2 separate regions of the Hordeum vulgare genome follow, and region 1 is linked to region 2. Evidence: chromatin contacts called from public Hi-C data. All regions are on one chromosome and are shown on one strand. Each heading gives the region's core, a stretch centred on a gene start, on an enhancer-like site or on the middle of the called end of the contact. The rest is flanking DNA. Distances are from core to core; before and after follow the strand shown.

Region 1 (2,700 bases), core at 47-2,546, 530 kb after region 2:
AGCATTCTCATAAAGTCTAAATATCGTCTTTGCCAAATCAAAGGATATGACCTGCAGAGTAAGATTGACATAGGTAAATACAAAATAGCAGCCAGAAGTACAAAAGATACAAATCTAAAATTACAAATAGCTGTTGTAGAAAATGGAAACAAAAATAAATCGACCGTTCATGAACATGGTGATTTGTTCAAACAGATAATTTAAACGGCTTATATGTCTAAGAACTACTCCCTCCGCCCCGAAATGTAAGACGTGTTTTTATACTACCATAGTATCAAAAAATGTCTTGCATTTCGGGACAGAGGGAGTACATAGGATGGCATAAATGGGTAGCTAAGAACTATAAAGGAAATCATGCATTGCAGGATCAAGAAGATGGGGTCTAGGAACCATGTACGGATAAAACAAAACAAGCCACTCCAGCTCGATGGTGTTTTTCCTTGTCTTTTGGCAAATGAAGTGTGGGAGGGAAGCATGGCATTCTCTTAAGCAAATAAAAAAGCTTGACTGCAGAGTAGTACTTAGACATATTTCTCCCAGGTTAACGTTGAAGCTGGCAAATAAAAGAATGAAACCCGTTCGCCTACTTATTTCTCCCAGGTTAACGTTGAAGCTAAAGCACAGCAGAAGATCTCCATTCTCGAAGCTGGGCATAACTTCCCGAAATAAACGAAATTGGGATCTAATCTGTCTATCAATAGTTAACACGGTCCAGTGTGTTTAAATTATTTCCATAATGGTCTGAAGAGTGAATTTCTTATCTATCATCTGGTCTAAACAAATCTTATGTGTCATCAGCTGCATCCGCAAGGGCGGGCTAATTTTTCTAAGCATGTGTCGCATGCCCACATGCGATTCATCATCGAGATATATACCTACCGTGATTCTAGGTCAGGAGCCGCAGACTGGCATTAAATTTTCTAAGAATGTGTCGCATGCTCACAAGAGGCGAGGCAGGGGAAAGGGGCGAAGAAGGCGCCGAGATTACCAGGGAGGAGGGGGCGGAGGTTGACCATGGCGTACGAGAGGGGCGTGGCGTGGAAGACCTCCCTCGCGTCGATCTTATACGGCCCGAACTTGTACCGCGGCGGCTCCTCCATCCTCGGAGCGGGGAAGACGAGGAGGAGACGGAGGACGAAAGCGGACGCAGGCAGCAAGGAGGCCGCGGCGGCGGGGCGACTGGGGAGAGGGCGGAGAGCTCAAGCTGCCTGCAGATAGCGAAAACAGCGACTTGGAGACAGCTTTTTGTGAAGTTCGTCCCCCAACCCGAAAGCGTCGACCGACTGATTTCGTGCAGAAATCACTAGCGGTCGGACCCGTCCCTCCTGGTCCCGTTAACAGCGTCTCTAACAGACCCCGTATCTATATGTTCCTGATTTTTTAATTGCGGGATCGTATAAAATTAATTTGCAGAAACGCATAAGCTCACACACAACATGATTGATATGTTTGAGGGCGGCTGGCCAGCAAATGAAGACGGTAAGGCGCGGGCAACCGTTTGTTCGGAACGACAGTGAAGGTAGGATTGACGCCGGAGAGAGGGTATACGGTTGGGTTCAGCATGACGACGTCGAAAAGGATTCTGGTGTGGATCTGGGGGTGAGGAGAGCTGATGATGGATTTTGGATATAATATGAGACTGTTGAGTGAAACGGGGGCGGACAATGGGGGTGTTGGCAGCTTCAGTAAAAAGGGTAAAAAGAGAACATCGGTCGCCCCGCGGAAAGCATGTGCAAACGATTGCATCTATGAATCTGTGTGCACAAAAACCATAAATTTGTTTGAAATGAAGACATGATCTCACCATTTCGCCTTGAATTTTTTTTCACGATACACAATCATCATTATACCCTAGTATTAATTTTCTCATGCATTTCGGGACTCGTTTGCTATTTTTAAGTTTTTTTTGTATTTGTTATGCATTTAGTGCATATAAATCAAATATCAACTATAGCTACATGTGGATGTTGGTAAAGAATGCTCTATAAAATCATTTATGTGTCATTTTGCGTGTTTTCATTCATTGCACAAGGTATTGAAAGAATTTTCAAACGTTTCGGTTACGAGATGCGCGCACCAGCGTAGTGCTTGTTGGTGCACTAATTGCAAGAAATGCAAATGGACTCCCCAAATCACAGAAGTCGGTGATTCACCGTGGCGTGATCTCAAGACACCGTATAATTTTTTGGTAAAGTTTGGCACATGTGTGATGACCGCTCCTTGAAAACCAGAGCATCTCACAAGAAGAATCATAGTTTTCGAAAGGAGACATGGCAATTCGAACTCCAATCGACGGTGACTTCATCGCTTCGCCTTGAAATTACTCCCACGACGGGCAATCACCATTGTACGCTAGGTTTGATTTTCTAGCACATTTCAGGGCTCATTTGCTATATTTAAGCTCTTTTAGCTTTTATCGGTCATTTAGTCATACAAATGAAATCACAATTACAACTACATGTGTTGACGCGAGGGATAAGAACATCTGTAGCAAACCCCTTATATTGCGTTGAACTACAAAATAACCGTCAGTTTACAATTTTGCGCCGAAAAAATGGACCGAAGAGACACCTTATACGCCCCTAGTAAATTGCGCCCCCCCGAGTCGCAAAAACAAAGGTTGTCCCCCTACCCCGTCGACGCTATTGATAACCCACAAATGTAGAGGATCGTTTGTAGCCTTTTTGATAAGTAAGAGTG
Region 2 (2,815 bases), core at 239-2,738:
ATAGAAAAGCACAACTTCTTTGCTAAGCACCAAGAAGGGGTTAGGAAGGATGTGGAACGTGCATTTGATGTGTTGCAAAGTCGATGGTCTATTTTACATCACCCCGTCCGTTTATATGCTCGGGGCGATATCAAGAATGTTATGACGGCTTGCATCATCATGCACAACATGATAGCCGAGGATGAAAAAGAGGAGGCGGGCAATATTTTTGATCCAAACGAAGAAGCATGCACATCGATAGTTTTTCCATCGGTCTTTGATCATGGTGCCATGCCAACATTTGCCGACGTACTAGAAAGAGATGCTAGAATCCGTTATTGCCCAACACACAAAAAACTAAAGGATGACTTGGTCGAGCATATTTGGAAAAAGTTTGGGTCACGATAGATTATGTTCATGTGTTCATTCATGTAATGCAATATATATGTTTATATATTTTAGTGATTTATATATTGGTGCTTTATGTATGGATCTATTAAAAAAAAATCATCATGCATCTATGCATGCGTGTACCAACAAGCCTAATTTGCATGGAGACAATGCCACAAATGAGCTACAATGCTAATGTCACTATAGATCCCATATTACAATAAATGTTGTTGTTTATGATACTACCCTTATGATACCATGCATTACAGATTTAGTATCATAGGCTAATATCATATACATGATACTAATATATGATACCACCCATTACAACCAACCCAAGACATGGGAGACGATGGCGCCTCGAGTCCTGACACTCGGTCCATGCTCCATGTGCTACTCTAACTCGTTGGAGACCGCACCTTCACTCCGAGGGGCTCAACCGGCCGTCGGACATGGACATGACAATGGAACTAGACGAGCGCCAACGATGATTTAGATTAGGTTTTACGTTGCAAATCCAATATTTAAACGTCGACACGTCATTATCCGCCTACAAGTCCAGTGCATCCACGGTCGTTTGGGAGACGGAATTTGCTAGGTCCGGTTGTAGCGGAAATTGCTTTTGGAGCTCGGCCTTCATGGAGGCTTTTAAATTTGAAATTCAAATTTCATTAAATTTATATTTTTACATTCAAAAAGTTCTAAAGAAAACAAAAATAAGTGAGGGCCCAATACACATGTGTGTAAATTTTTAGAAAAAAATACGTTGAAATGAGGTTTGTACGAAGAAGACAAATCTGAAGCTTTTTAAATACTATTCATCGTTTCATGACATGAATTTGTCTTTTTTGTGTAGATCGTATTTCAAGGTATTTCATCCTAAAACTTTACATATACACGTAACATTCTTCTTCATTTGCAGATTTTTTATAAAAATTTTTAAAACGAAAAGTTAAAAAAAAAATTCTATTTTTTTTGGCCTTTATGGAGCTCAGTCTCCAAACGTCCGTTCTCCGGTTGTAGCTGCCTTTTTAGTCCGCAAAATATCAGTGACACGTGTGGGCAGCACTGACGCGTTGGTCCCGTATGGCATTGAGTCAAACAGGCGAGCGGACTCCCGCTACGGTCACAGACACGGAGCTAGCTAGCCTGTGAACCGGACCACAGCTCCGTCCGTCTCCGAGACCTCCCACCCATCTCCCATGGCGAAGGCCCCTCCAGCCGCCCGCCCGCATCCCTAACCCTAGGCTAGATCCCGCCGCACCTCGCGCGCTCGCGAGACCAAACACACGCCTCTGACCACTCCCCCCCAGCCCCGCTGACTCCTCTGGGTCCGTGAGTCCATTGCTTTACCCATGGATTCGGCTAGTAGCAGCGCGCGGACGGTGGCGGCGTGCGTGATCGGCGGGATCGTGCTGGGCGCCTCGGTGGTCGCGCTGCACCTCGGCGCTGGCCCCGCGGCCCCGAGTCTGCCACCGGTCGAGGCCCTCCGGCGGCGCTTCCGCCGCCGCTGCCGCCCCGTGCGGGTCTACATGGACGGCTGCTTCGACATGATGCACTACGGTCACTGCAACGCGCTGCGCCAGGCACGGGCGCTCGGGGACGAGCTCGTCGTCGGCGTCGTCAGCGACGACGAGATCACCGCCAACAAGGGACCCCCCGTCACGCCGCTCCACGAGAGGTCATCCCGCATCCCTTCGTAATTCTAGTGTTTGCTTGCGCCATGTGTAAGATCGCCGCTAAGTTTTGTGCTACAGCCAACATTTTGTTCCAATGAGAACATAACCACGACAATATTTTCCCCTCTGGTTGATGCTTGTTGTCATGTTGTGGGACTCGCTCTAATTATATTCTTACAATGCAAACTGCTGGGGAACACTTGTGGCTGTCGTTCGTTGTTAGGATTCAGGGCAAACTTTTAGTGTCATTATGTGAATTAATGTGTTTGCCGAGTTGCTACCGTGCGGACCAGTTGCATACTTGCATCAAAGTTTTCTTTTTAGCTTGAATTCTAAGGTGATGTTTTGTGGGCAGGACGGACTGTTTGGCGTTCTCAAACTTGTATGGATTTAAAACATAGCAGTAGCTCGAATGTTAGAATTGTTTCGTTTGTTGATTAGTAACAATGAAAAAAGTGGCTCTAAGTTATGGTTAGCTAGTTGTACTGTTGTGTTGCATGAATGATTTGAATCGGGCTATAGTATTACTAGTTCTGAAGTTAAGTGTGTTTTTGGTCAGTAGATAGCTTGTCTGGATCTGGGATGGGCTAATCGGCCCAAGCAGTAGATAGCCCTGGAAATGTTCGCTAATGCTGGAGTCACTAACCACTTGGTGAGTCTGTGCATTTCATTTTATATGGTCAATGTGGTATGCCTGCTGTGTGCTCTGCTTGGCTGATTGGTAGTAACAAATCAAGTTTGCTCAAACGACATTAATACATTTTAGA

What was found. A called contact is a pair of places that touch in the nucleus more often than the background predicts.
Region 1: a contact with region 2 is called in a Hi-C map of leaf, with 4 times the contacts expected there. The contact joins the promoter of LOC123448113 here to the promoter of LOC123448111 in region 2. A contact is called at or near these places in 4 of 6 Hi-C or Micro-C datasets (leaf and seedling).

Annotation. Positions count from the first base shown.
Region 1 is chr4H:126,739,165-126,741,864 of MorexV3_pseudomolecules_assembly, forward strand. LOC123448113 (bifunctional bis(5'-adenosyl)-triphosphatase/adenylylsulfatase FHIT) reads right to left here and starts at 1,297. Exons shown (of 4, transcript XM_045124888.1): 1 at 987-1,297. The coding sequence starts at 1,100.
Region 2 is chr4H:126,205,745-126,208,559 of MorexV3_pseudomolecules_assembly, forward strand. LOC123448111 (ethanolamine-phosphate cytidylyltransferase-like) reads left to right here and starts at 1,489. Exons shown (of 9, transcript XM_045124884.1): 1 at 1,489-2,050. The coding sequence starts at 1,725.